4 separate regions of the Rattus norvegicus genome follow, and all the other regions are linked to region 1. Evidence: chromatin contacts called from public Hi-C data. All regions are on one chromosome and are shown on one strand. The core of a region is the stretch at or near the end of the contact, and the rest is flanking DNA. Distances in the headings are between cores, read along the strand shown. Region 1 holds the start of Zfp608 (zinc finger protein 608). Region 2 overlaps LOC102546616 (a long non-coding RNA gene). Region 3 has its middle 190 kb from the start of Rpl15l3. Region 4 has its middle 310 kb from the start of Zfp608.

The links. A called contact is a pair of places that touch in the nucleus more often than the background predicts.
Region 2: a contact with region 1 is called in a Hi-C map of the A7r5 cell line, with 11 times the contacts expected there. The contact joins the enhancer-like site here to the promoter of Zfp608 in region 1. A contact is called at or near these places in 2 of 12 Hi-C or Micro-C datasets (the A7r5 cell line and Schwann cells) and 1 of 1 datasets of contacts at active chromatin or transcription factors (oligodendrocytes).
Region 3: a Hi-C map of the Rat2 cell line shows a contact between it and region 1, with 6 times the contacts expected there. The contact joins the enhancer-like site here to the promoter of Zfp608 in region 1. A contact is called at or near these places in 5 of 12 Hi-C or Micro-C datasets (the A7r5 cell line, the Rat2 cell line, Schwann cells and 2 more) and 1 of 1 datasets of contacts at active chromatin or transcription factors (oligodendrocytes).
Region 4: a Hi-C map of Schwann cells shows a contact between it and region 1, with 5 times the contacts expected there. The contact joins the enhancer-like site here to the promoter of Zfp608 in region 1. A contact is called at or near these places in 3 of 12 Hi-C or Micro-C datasets (the Rat2 cell line, Schwann cells and liver) and 1 of 1 datasets of contacts at active chromatin or transcription factors (oligodendrocytes).

What each region holds. Positions count from the first base shown.
Region 1 is chr18:50,606,789-50,610,133 of GRCr8, reverse strand. It overlaps Zfp608 (zinc finger protein 608), which reads left to right and starts at 1,512. Exons shown (of 10, transcript NM_001107378.2): 1 at 1,512-1,873; 2 at 2,955-3,345. The coding sequence starts at 3,138. LOC108348794 (a long non-coding RNA gene) reads right to left here and starts at 1,446. Exons shown (of 5, transcript XR_005496361.2): 1 at 1,354-1,446.
Region 2 is chr18:51,105,732-51,109,076 of GRCr8, reverse strand. It overlaps LOC102546616 (a long non-coding RNA gene), which reads left to right. Exons shown (of 4, transcript XR_005496291.1): 3 at 470-608; 4 at 2,212-2,429. Among named protein-coding and RNA genes, the nearest start is that of Zfp608, 500 kb to the right of the region's middle. Within about 2 kb of position 1,481, at least 9 of the 93 cell types and tissues checked have an H3K27ac peak or open chromatin away from gene starts, as enhancers often do. A contact at or near this core is called in the A7r5 cell line, where this site is marked.
Region 3 is chr18:50,274,635-50,277,979 of GRCr8, reverse strand. No RefSeq gene overlaps it. Among named protein-coding and RNA genes, the nearest start is that of Rpl15l3, 190 kb to the left of the region's middle. Within about 2 kb of position 1,824, at least 44 of the 93 cell types and tissues checked have an H3K27ac peak or open chromatin away from gene starts, as enhancers often do. A contact at or near this core is called in the A7r5 cell line, where this site is marked.
Region 4 is chr18:50,915,933-50,919,277 of GRCr8, reverse strand. No RefSeq gene overlaps it. Among named protein-coding and RNA genes, the nearest start is that of Zfp608, 310 kb to the right of the region's middle. Within about 2 kb of position 1,762, at least 39 of the 93 cell types and tissues checked have an H3K27ac peak or open chromatin away from gene starts, as enhancers often do. A contact at or near this core is called in Schwann cells and liver, where this site is marked.

The DNA.
Region 1 (3,345 bases), core at 263-2,762:
ACCCAACCCAAACAAACCCACAAATAGTAACAATGGTGTGTTTATTACAAGTCCCTGTTTGGGAGCTAGCAAAATGTTTTTCTTTGTTTAATACATGGTGGGGGGGTGTTTCCTAAAATCCCAGCAGCTCCGAGGTACTCTGCCCTCCCCCCAGGCGTCCTCCGCTTTGGCCCCTTGGGAAAGCCGACAAATTGGAGATCAGTTGAGGAAAGGTTTATAAGCTGTTTCTTTAAAACATCTGCTTTGCTCTTGTGGCCATTACATTTCCCTCCTTCCGAACTTCCGAGATGGCTGAGAAATGTTTCACATTCATAACTTGTAGCTTCGCCCACTGTAGGGCGTGCGGGGGGAGAGGGGGTTGCAGGGGGAAGGGAGAAACCTTCAGCTTTTTTTTTTTTAAAAGACCAGATCAGTATTTTCTTGATACGCTTGTCACCATTTTTGTTCTCACGACAACCAATTGAGCCCTTGATCCTCACGTGATGTGAAAGGCTTGCACTGTAACAAAACCGCTCCTTTTAGATGGTTGGTGTTGCTAACGCGCCCATCCCCCTCTCCCAGCCCCGACATTTCCAGCAAAGCGACTCTCCACTTCCAATCCATCAACAATTCATTACTGCTTTTAGCTTCCAAACGCCAGCTAATTAAAAATACTAAGCCAAGCTCCGAGGCCATCTGACTAAACACAGGAGGGGGTGGGCGAGAGGTGGAGAGAGGAGGAAAAAAAAAATAGAGACGCACTGTTTGCTGCGTGTAGAGAAAGAGAAATTGTCCTGGAGAAAGGTCGCCTTAAAAAAAAAAAAAACCTTTTTGACTCTAATTATCGAATTACCACATGACAGATCGGCTTGCGCGGCGGAGGATTTTAACCCCTCCTCGGGGACTATTCTAAGAACTCGGTTCTTTTTTTCTCAAAAACAACATAAAACAGGAAAACATCACATCCTTCAGGTTTCCAAGGCAGCCCCTTTTAGACGCCGTTATTTTCCCCGCTCCACCGCCCCCCGCCCCGGGCGAAAGCTGCTCTAACTGGTTTATCAGCTCCCTGCACAGTCTGCTCCCTCCTCCTCCACACCTTTCTTTTTCTCCTCCAGCCCAGCGCCTCATCCCACCCTTTCTTCCTCCTCCTCCTCCTCCCCATCCTTTCACCCCCTCCTTAAGTTAGTTGGAGAAATCAAATGTCAGGACGAGCGGAAAAATGCCACTTCCCGACTAACAGGCGGAATCCAGCCCAGATTTTCAGTCCTTTCTTCTTATTCTTTCTTCCCTTTCACTAATTTATCCCGATGTTAGCACATTCTGTCTCGTTACTAGAGGACGCCTGTAGGTTTGCTACATGAGATCATTACTTACTGATCACGGTGACTCTGAAGTCTGCAACCGAAAGCGGAATGAGAAGTTCGGAAAAGTTTTTTCTCTAATTCTCTCTCTCTCTCTCTCTCTCTCTCTCTCTCTCTCTCTCTCTCTCTCTCTCTCTCTCTCTCCCTCCTTCCTTTCCCTCCCCTCCCCTCCCCCTCTCCTCTCCCTCTCTCTCAACACCCTATTATTCTGAATGCTTGTTAAGAGGAAAAACACCCTTCGGTGCTTGGGTTGCGAATGTGAAGCATCTCTCAGCTGCACAGTGACACATTTTTTTTTTTTTTTTTTTTTTAAGGAGAAAAGGACTCCAGAGCTTTTTGCCAAAAGGGGGATGGGGAAGTGGAATAATGTTACTGAGTGATTATTTTGGCTGGGATGTGTTACTTGCTTTCTTCCTTTTTGATCATTTGGTGTTTAAGTAAAATGAAGCACACGGTTGTGTGCCTAGTGGACTGAGAAATGTTTTTTTTTTTTATTTGCGGGCCTAATTAAAAAAATGATAAAGGATTTAAAGGTAAGCATTCTCTCTCTCTCTCTCTCTCTCTCTCTCTCTCTCTCTCTCTCTCTGCGTGCCTCTGTATGTCTTTCTCTGTATATTTATTTATTTTCTTGACAATCAACTGTTAAAAGGGGACTGATCCCTTTAAAAAACTGTTTTAACTGCTCTTTGTCAAACACACACTCATTTGTGGTCACTGAGGCCACCTTGGCGCAGATCACTTAAAGTGTACGTCTTAATCAGTTTCCCTACAGACAGTAGCACCATATTTAACTGACTGAGCAGTTCTGTGACCCAGGGGTATGGCAAAATTATTTAGATGGATTTTTCTTTTTTTCTCCAGAAGACAGATATTTAACCTTTCCTCTCACACTGTCTTTTTACTGAGAAAAATACTCTTAAAGAGGTCTGTGCATATTTCATGAAGAATTGTGTAGCTGCTCAGGAAGGAGGGTGGTGGGTATGTGTGTGTGAGGGGAACTACTGTTGTTTTTCTGTTTCTTGTGGAGAACAAAACCTAGGTTGTCTAGACAATTTGTAAGAAGTATTAGAATTAGAAATAAGGAAAACTTAGTGACATTTTGAATACTAGTCCTAGAGAACTTTGAGGGCCTCTTTTTGTTTTTGTTTTTTTGTATGTTTTGTTTTGTTTTTACATTGCAAGACCCAGGACATGTTTAGGGGATGTTGAACAGGGTGTTTTTCTTGTATGAATGTCCAGGATCTTTTCCTGGGGTTGAAATAGCACGTGTGCCAGGCAAAAAAATAAAAATGTTCAACTTAAAAAAAAAAGCCACAAAAACCTTTCTGGGCTTGAATCAGATCCTTGGAGATATTTTAATGCTTTTAAAGAACTGGCTATCCCCCTGCTGTTTAGAGGGATTTTCGTTTTAGCTACTGTAAGATGTTTATTGTCAGGGGGGTGGTTTTCAAGTCTGCCAGTTTTCCTTTAAACCTGGTATTGGACTCTGAAAACGATAATGAGCCCCCTCCTCTCTGTCCTTCCTTGTGTCCCTTACTCACTCCCCAGTATTAATGGTTTTCTATTCCGGTAATACCCAGACAAGAAATATTCGACTTTTTCCCCCCTCTACAGGAGAAGGTGGACCTAGAGTGGAGGGAGTGAGATCCCGGACACATTTTTGGGGCAGGAAAAAGAAGAGGAAAATTGGAAGAATTTTTTTTTCTTTAAAAGAAAGCCCAGAGGAGCTAAACGAATGTCCCCTCATCTCTCAAGGAAAGTTCATTGGATTTTTAATCTCGAGAGCTCATCTTCAGGATGTCCGTGAACGTTTCGACTGCAGGAAAAGGTGTGGATCCAAATACAGTTGATACTTATGACAGTGGCGATGATTGGGAAATCGGGGTTGGAAATTTAATCATTGATTTGGACGCCGATTTGGAAAAGGACAGACAGAAATTTGAGATGAATAATTCCACCAACACCACTACCAACAACACTAAGGATTGTGGAGGTCCGGCCTCCA
Region 2 (3,345 bases), core at 232-2,731, 500 kb before region 1:
CTTTGAAGCAGAGGCTGCATTAAAGTAGCAGGAAAGGCCCATTAAGAGAAAACTCTAGCTCAAGAAAAGAGTCTCTGGCCTGGGTAGAGAGAGCTAGCATTGCAGTTGAGGTGGGTCAATTACTCAACAAAGGCACAATCCCTAGGAATGCAGGTTTACCTTCAGTGGGTCTGAAGATAGGTGATTCTTGTGTTGGGGCATACAGGGGGCCTTGTCCAGAAGCTCTGGAAACCTCTCTCATCAGTCACCAGTCACTTATCATAGCCATACTTTACTATTAGTAGACATTTCAGAAACGCAGTGCATGCTGGCTGAATTTGTGTGTGTGTGTGTGTGTGTGTGTGTGTGTGTGTGTGTGTGTGTAGGGGGGGCATTCTGAAAATATATTAACAAAGAGGACGAATTGTGAGAAACATTGTTTTCTATGGAAGATAATTAATTAGCCAAAAACTACTTACTGTCTGTATAGCTCCTCCAGCTTGGGAAATGCTGGCCTGTTTGCTCAAGTCCTGGATGCCAGACATTCCTGAGACTCCACTCCACACACACCCCTTCCTCCTTGCCAATCACTTCAGATTGGGAGAGCAAGCTACCACCAGTGTGCTAAGGTGAGGTCATCGCCCTGCAATAGGATAAAAGTTCAATAAACTTCCCATCCAGTTTGGGTCATGAGGACCCTCTAGCAAATATAAAAATTACCTTACAGAGTTACTCTTGCTTTGTTTGTGCATCTCTTTGTGCAATGCCAGAAATATTCTTTTTTCCACTTAAGGGACCATAAGTTCAAGGCCAGCCTTTGTTACATAGGAGTTTGAGGCTAACCTACATTATAAAAGACTCAGAAAAAAAATCTCCACCTTAATAATTTCTTGCATCGTAAGTGCTCTGTTAGAAAGGTTTCAAACTTAATCAATAATCGATTTTCATGCAGTTTTAATTAAGAACATTGTCAGAAACTTTAAAAGCATATGAAATAGTTTATGCCGATTTTAGCCACTTTTTCCCAAACTATGTTTTATTTTCCTTAGAGACTTTGGCATCATCATAGTTAATTGCTAAAATGATAATCATTCTACCTGTGACCTCTTCAAAGAAATCCAACCGTATACAGGAAGCATAGTGAATGAGTCATTCCTTTAGTAAAGTAAATCAACAGCCATGCATGAAGTTCTTCAAACTCTAACAGGCTCCCCAAAGAACCTCTGGTTAATCTTAAAGAGACGAAAATGCCTTAAAACAGCCTTTCGGAGAAGCAGGAAGTCCTATGCGATTTGCTTCCAATTTATTTATAGGAAGTAAAAAGATAGCCATCCTATCCTCAGACTACTGTTAACCTTGCCCGGAAAAGAGTGATGATTTTTAGAGTTATGATTGTTAATGGCGTTTGAATGCAGCCTGTGTAGGCCTTTAACTCCCCAGTGTACAGTAAGGTTCGGCCCTTTCCAGATGGGAAAGTGATAAGGACCCTGGGAAGACAGCAGGTCATTCTTGGAAGGCTGCCAGGAACTTGAAGCCAAGTGAATCATGTAGGGCTATAGTGCTCTAGCCAGCATTTTTCTGTTTTAATTTATCAAGCCAAAGCTTGTTGACATGAAAGTGAATGAATTCGTTATACAGTGAGCTCTAAAAAGCCAGCTCAAGGGTTTAGTGTGGAAGAACGCTGACTATAAATAACAAAGGAAATACAGGCACTGTTTCCTTCACCAGCCCTGCTCTGTGTGTTGGAGATGCAACAACAATTAACTCAAGTTCCAGTAACTCCTACAACTGGAGGGGGAGCCAATTCTTTGAAATATTACAGAGGCTCCAAAATCTGCCGCCGATGATTATCAAAGGGTTAATCTTTGAATTGCTCATGTTAATGCTTTGCTCTGTGAGGCCCTGTTTATCTGCTTAGCAAATGTAATAGAGTAATGGACATGGTGGGGATGACTGTTTCCTGCTAGAACTTGGCACTGCACACAAGAAAGGCCAGCACCAGCTTCTTTGAAAACCAAACAAAACAAAATTCTCGGCGAGTTGGCTAATAAGGCGAAAATGAAATAAACCACAGGCTAGTATCCATAAGTCAAATATCTGCATTTATCTGAGGCAAGTAATTTGGGCTTTATAGGAAAAACAAGATATCTACAGTTCCACTGTGAATGAAAGGAGAAAAACAAAACCTAGCTGTTCTGAGAAGATGTAACATGTGTGTTCATTTGCATACAGGGCCAAAGAGCCTTCCTTGATGCCGGTCCATGTAACGAACGTCCACTCAGTTCTGTGGGAATTGGAGCTCCTGATTGAATACCTTTCTCCAGTTAAAAGATGTCACTTATACTGTGAACTCTTGTGGAGAGTGATGTCTCTTATCTTGTGAGGGTAGAATGGCATGCACTGTCCATTCCAATGTTCTCTGAGTTACTAAAACTTATTAAATTTGGTGAATTTCCTCAGAACTTGCTTATCATTCATTATGTCTTCAGAACTTGATTATTTCTTCATGCCTATATTCAAAGGACATTTACCAAAAGCCTCTCATGGGCTACCCATGATAGAAAGCTCATCAGTTTGAAAATTTGATAATACAATGAGACTGTCAAGCATTCACCAACATTTTCTATAAGAAAAGGAAAGACAGGTAAATGTGTCGTGAAGTACTTATGACATGAAGATATGATGGATATTAATATCACAAGTAAGGATCAAATATAAATCAAGGTCTTGTACTATCATCGTTCTTTTTCTAATTTATAAAATCACTAAGATAGTTTAATACAGAGACTTAAGTGCCACTTGGTTTATCGATTATTTATTGCCTTATTTAAAATAGTGAAATTGAAAACTATTGTGACCCTGTCCAATTTAGAGTTCATGTTTGCTATACCAGGATATGCATACTACATACAAATCACAGCTAAAATATACATATTCTCATAAATATATAAAGATATATCCCAGTAGTTCTAAACAGATAATCTGCAGTAACCTGCTTTATAAGGAACACTAGAAAGGGGAATTTTTTTCAGTCAGTTGTAAGAGGTAAATAAAAGTCCTCAAGGAATTGTGAAAGTCTATTCTTACAAACACAGACTTGATGCAGTTCACATTTCCAATAAAAATAAAATAAAACTCGTTGAAGTCTACGAAATAAAAGCACATCAGTAAATTAGCCTAGAAAATAAAGACTCGCCAGAAATATTGTCAAGGAAGAAGACTGATCAGTTCTGGGAGGTAATAAAGCATGCTGGCACATGCAAGAATTTCACCTGGCCTAGAAATGTATGGGAAATATCACCGGGAGGACAATTCAGAAACGGATTTAGATACATATGGCCATTACCATAAAGAGCACTTCAAGCC
Region 3 (3,345 bases), core at 575-3,074, 330 kb after region 1:
CTTCATATTAACTGTTCAGTAGATTGATTTTTGGTATCATTTTAATTGTACCAATGGGTGCCATACCCTGTTAAGATAAGTCATCTCAACCTGGACTCAAGTCTTTCTTCTAACGCTAAATAAGATGTTCACGTCTATACTCTCTAAGTTGGAAAATGCACTATTTTGTCACTAACGTGTAGTGCGGAACTTATTCTATGTGGTCAGCAGCAAATTAGCAACTTTGGTCTCTCGTGCAGTTGGAGACACGCAGAGACACAGGTGACGTAGGCACCGCCAGCTCCCTTGGACATTCTGCTGCTAAAAAACATTTTTAGCCCCAAGTCATAAAAATGACAGCCCGTTGGCCTACATGGAATTAAATCCTGACATTTTACTGAGGAAAATCTCCTTCTGACAGCAGTAAATCCAGTGCCTTCACCCCTTTTAAGTGAAGACAACTGAATGTTTAACTGAGCAATCCAATAATACATTTCAGAGACTTGGCTGAGAAATTATGAAAATTCTACTATTTCTCTTAAAAGTACATCACCTCATTGTTAGTCATTGTGGTAGCCATACCAGAACTCAGAGGGTAACTCTGACTGACTCATTCACAGAATTCCACAGAGAAAATAACTTCTTTTGTTGACGAAAAGTCTATTAAGAACTTCATTCCATCATCAAGTTCTGGCTAGTTGATGTCGGCATGAGGTGCCCAATAGGGATTAGAAATAATGCTCTTTAATTCTCTGGGGAGATTTTGCTTAAGTATTCACACCAGCACTGAGTTTGTACTGCCATGAATAGCGTTGAAACACACACATTGTCCCCATGGAGGATAAAGAAAGCTAGAACATTCAAAGGAAGGTTTCTGGAAATCCTCTGATCCGGACCCAGACTTCTGTGGCTTAAACACATGAAAATCCTGTTCTCATTTCTGTTCCCAAACACACAAGCATGAGTATAGCCTTCAAGCCACTTCTGTAGACAGAATCACAGTCTTAGGTAACTTTCATACTTACTGTTTCTCAAAATACAGTTACTCCAATTCACAGCTGAATTCCCTTTAAATTTTCTTGTATTTATTTTGGCAGTTCTTTAAATAGAGAGCAAAGGCCTGCTTGTGACCTCTACAATGCTCAACACATTTATGGAGTAAGTGTATTTTGCATAACTTCAGTAAAAGAGGATTAGGTAAGCTGTGCGGGTTATGAAGGCAGTAATGAGTTATTTGAAGCTTACAGTTTTGATACAAAATTGTTGGTAAAAACAAAAAACAAAACAAAACAAAAAAACCAGATGACCATAACCATGGAGAAGTGACCTACCCCCATGGCTGCCCCGCTGGGGAACTTGGCTCAGGACTTTAGGTACTGTTTAGTTCTTCTCTAAAAATTCTCTTAAATCCCATCTTTCCCTTTGGCACATTTTCTGGTTCCATCAAAATATGCTGAGTAGTTTCCAGGGTGGTGGGGGTACATGGGAATATATGTCATTTCCTCTTTTCTACCACCCTTTTGGACAATGGATATTTTCCCATTAAGCTCTAGGTGGTGACTCAATAGACAAACCAGAACGTCTCATTGAAGACAGAGAGTCCTGAGGTGGTGTCAGTGGCTTTGCCCCCACCTCTCTTGCCGTGCACAGCTGGTGACTGCTTTTGCCCTGCCACCATTTTTTTCCAACATGTGTATGGCATTAGAGACTTATGAGGTCATTTCAACTAGTGTTCTATTCAGATTTTTTTTTCTTATCTGTGACAAACTCCTGGTTCAGGAAAGTCCTCTGTAAAGTGCCAACATCTGCTAATCTCCATGGTAACTTTGGGTGACAGCCACAGGTATTGTTGCCTGGATCAGAATAATCAAAGTGGATTTGCATATGTAAAAGTCAGTGAGCTTGTGAGCACAGATCAGTAGTGACCCAAGGTCAACCAGGCAGCAACCACACATGCAGACCTTCAACTCAAACCATGAGCCTTGAGGATTTAGTGTTGAATTAGATGTGTCTGTATCTTTCCCCTACTATTTCCACTTGAAAATAAATATTCCCACTAAAGGTCTTGCCAATATGTCCTAACGTGCTCCCAATCTCTCTGGCTTAGATTCCTGTTGGAATCCAAAAGAACAAAGTGAATAGAACAGGTGCCCCTGTCTCTCAGTTGTGGCTTTGGGCAGTGGGGTGAGGTGGGCACAAACACGAGACACAACTGTATTCAGTACCACCCAGTACTGCTCTCCCTGCCAGTACTGTGATGGCAGAGGAGAGCTGTCAACATGGAACTGGTCCAGGCATTGTCTGGTTGAAAAGGTCACTGCCGCAAAAGAGCAATTAGCGGGCCCTGCTGCCCTGGAGGTTTTGGCTTAGGAAATATCCCAGAAACACAGTGCTTGGATCAACCAGTTTTACAATCTGCTTGTCATAAACCCTTTTGTCAGGAATCTGCCTTGAATCAGAACTGATAATGCTTCCCACAGTGGCAAAATAAATGCAAGTTTTGAAGCTGGAGAAATGGCTGGTCGGTTACGAGCACTTGCTTCCTTTTCAGAAGACTGAGGTTCAGTTACCAACACCCAAGCCAAGTGGCTCTAAGTACATCTACGGGGGCGGGGGGGCTATATTCCCTCTTCTGGTTTATTTAAACACTGAACTACATGGTACACATACAGATAAGTACACACACACACTCACACACACACACACACACACACACACACATCCACATTAAAACAAGCAGACAAACGAATATTTGCAAGTGTCTATAGAATATATAGAGGGGCTATTGGTTTGCTGGTAGCATGATTGTATGGACAAACAGTAGGCGCCATGGTGGCGAAACTTCCCTAGAAGCCTTTTTAGTATTTGAGAATGACTTCGGCAGCCTCAGAGTTCAGCACAAAGCATTGCTGTCTCCTAAATGTGAATCTAGAGGAAAAATGGAAGTTAGGAATGCCAGGGTTAAGCTGCCTGTGCTATTAAGACTTTCCCTGAGATCAGTTGCTTTATTAGAGATTGTTCTTAAGAGTCATTCATTTCAAACCCTAAGCTTCAAGGTACATAATACGTAGGATGTGGAAACAGGAAAGAAGTGGGAACAAGCTTGGCAGTATGGGTAAGGGGTATGCTAAGTTGGACTGTAGAAGGAGAAGGGGGGGAGAGGCAAGGACCACAGCTTGCCTGGGCTCTCAACCTAGGCTACCCTTAGCCCTCAGCTTAGCTGATCCCACACTGTAGAAGTAGAAAGGACTCGGAACAGCTCTTCTGAACCTAGAGTTTTAACCCTGAAGGGAGTTGACCCACAGCAGCCTGGTAGAAACTCCATTTCGTTGCCAGGTTCAGTCAAATCCAGAGAAAGAAAGGAGC
Region 4 (3,345 bases), core at 513-3,012, 310 kb before region 1:
GTATTTTGTATATATAAAGTTCCAACATCTGCATTCGAAATTATAAGTGTCATGAGTATATCTGGCTGATTCTGTTTCTCTAAAGATCCCTGAGAAAAATAACCACCTGACTCCGTCTTAGAACTCCCTAGTTTGCCTACAGGAAGTGGGTTCATTCTTGTAAGACAGAAAACCATTCTGCTTCCTACTACCTAGGGTGTGTCAACATAATCATAATCTGTACATTTGGTAACCTCACCATTGTGTCACTGAGGTCTGTAAGAAAAAAGACATGGGGGAAGAACTTCTGTCAGAGTTTTAAGACGACAACACTCTTCTACCCTGAAGCTGATAGAAAAGAGGTTGCATCATGGGCTGCTTAACAGAGATGCATCTGGTATTTAATATGCTACAAACGCCATTCTCTATGATGCATATAAAACAGCACACAAGAGAGATAAAAACTTCACAGAATTTACCTCAACACAGGAAAGAATCTCATCATTGTGGTTATGAGATTGATGACCAAGACTTTTTCTAAAGCCAAGAATACTCATCGCTATATTTCTTATATTTCCTATTATTTTTTTAATATATATATATATATTTGTTTATTTGTTATAGCTTTTTTATGGTCTATCTGGCTGTTTAGAGATGAAGACCTCTTGCTGCTTTCCTGGAGGACCCATGGTTGGTTCCTACACCCACTTTGGTTGGTTCCCAATGTCTCTAACCCCAGTCCTTAAGGTATATGACAATGTCTTCTGGCTCCTTTGTGTGTACCTAAACATATGGCATTTACATCTGCATAAATAAAGGTAAAATTTTAAAAGAGAAAAACTATGATTTTTGTTTTGTTCTGTTTTGTTTTATGTAGCCTAGCTGACCTCAATTTTAGGACCTTCCTCTCTCAGCCTGAGTGCTAGGATTACAATTGTGGGGGTGCTGACCTCAGGTTCCTGGGGTGACATGGTCATTGTTCCTTTGAATTCTCAGCTGCTGAGATTACCACAGGAGACCGGCATAAGAGTGGGCCTATTAATTTTCCATCATGGCAGTGGGGTACACAGGCCTGCTCCTCCCTTCAAATATATACGGGTTGTAAGCTGGAAGAGAGGCCGTTCTTCCATGATGTAAGCACCCCCAAGTTGTTCATGTAACTCCCTCCAACCACACTGACTAATGCACACAGCTAGAACTGATCATTTCTGCCATTGGTACCCCGTCTGCATCGAGTAGAAGGTCTGTTCACGTCTCCCCAGTTAAAGTTCACAGGCCAACAACCATGTCATCCTTCCCAACTGAGGAACTGTCTATATACAAGGCAAACAGCACAGACAGGCAAAGCCAGGAGAGTTTATCTCCAGCCCCACCTGCCTGACATTGGAGGTGGGCTCTGCGCTGCTCTGGCCTGTTTAGAAAGTGCATAGGAACAACAACAAGCATTTGTGCTCCCAAATGCTTTTCACTGAAGCATTTCAGTAGCTGCTTAAGCGAACTCAGTGTTAACTTCAGCTGCCAATTTTAGAATTAAACGGCTTACATTACTACAACATTTTAGCGGAGCGTGTTTTCCAAAATAAATGTCTTTAAATCCGCACTCCCACCAAACTGATTAGAGATGTGAACTCAGAAAATACAGCAAAATACTGCAGAGCAGCAGAGGGAAGAAAAACACGTGTTGGTTTCATACGGAAAAGGGCCTCTTCCCTCCCCCACCCCTGCCCAAGGCGCACACACTTCAGGATTGAACAAAGTGCATTCTGTGTTTCAGGATCAGAGAGCCCACTGTGGTGTTCACTGTTTTCAGTTAAAGTCGCATTAGTCATTCCATTGACATTTCTGTAACCTAAGTTTACATGTTGAGGCGAATGAGAAGCTCCTCTCTGTTTTCTAAGCTGGAGGGTTTTACAAAGGTGGGGCTCAGAGCAGCTTAGGAAGTCCAACCACCAGGACTAAAAATAGCTGAAGTCGTACCTTCTGGGAGTAAGGATGCCACCTCTCTTCACGGGGCCCATCTTTACAGTGCTGGGAGGTAATGAGCCACAGAGTGATTATTTCAGGGCTCTGTCACAGCAGTTGGCAAAGGAGTTTGGTTGTCACTGGGATGGCGTTCCTTAGAAAATCTTGTCAGTGTGTACTGTCAGGAGGAGACAGGGAATCTTTATTCCACACTCCTACTTTTCCCCTCCACCTGGGATGGAGGTAACGTCTGATTATGCGTATGGCATATAGACTGTTATTTAATTAAATGTGAACGCAGCCTTTTCATGTACCATACCCAAATTTTGAAACGTGGCCCAGTTTTCCTTCTATTTAAAATACATGGAGCAACATGTAAAAAGGATCACATAGTTAATAGCAGATGTGACAGTGACTTCTGTGTTCTCTTCCTGGGTACCAGCACTGACGAAGGAATATTTTGAGGACTCGCTCTCTTGGCGGTCCATAGAATAGAGTAGTTGTGTTCTAACCAACACCATTTTCGTAAAATTGCCAGGGTGGCTTTGTTGCAATGCTAGCATCTGAATTTGTTTGATGTAAATGATTTGAGGGTGTCCAAAAGCCAAACCACGGATTAACCAGGGAGGGTTTATTTAAACTTGTATGCTCTCTTAGAAGCTTCTTGGTAAACTAGGAAATGAATGCAAGTTTGAGTAAAAGATATGTTTGCAGGCACTGCCTAGAGAGAATATCTGAGGCTTATTTAGCTAATTATTAGTATTCCTATAACTAGACAGAAAATTTTAACTAAGATCAGCCCTGTAAAATGCTTCCCCATTGAACTGTCCATTAAGAGTAGATGCCAGGAATCCTAAAAGTTGCTGTACTTTTCTTAGTAGAAATATTCCAAAAATAGTTGTACTCCTGCTCTACAAGTAAATCATTGTAAAATTATAAAACAAGATATTGCAGGGTCACACACAGGGTCATACACAATCAGATAAGCTGTTTTATTTTTATTAAGTCTTTAAATTTTTAATGAAGCTGTTATATATATATACATATATATATATATATATATATATTGGGGGGGGTCCTTTGCCCAGTTGCAGACTTTCCTCAAGTTCATATAGAAAAGGATGTCTTGCAGCCTGGTGCCCAGTTCCTGCACTGTGTATTCAGATCCAAGTCTGCTCCTAAGTTTCTTTCAGTAATATAATTAGGTCAAAGACTAAAAATACTGTCTGGCTTTCGGAAGGGCAGCTCTGTGCCAGCCAATCTAACAGAGCCGCATATGCTACGTAAACATGGAAGACTCATGCTTGCTTTTGATTACATTGTCTTCAACATTCTTCAGCTTCCATCACAAGAGGAAAAGGACATAGAAAATTCAAAACACGTTGTGCTAAGCATTTTTTCCCC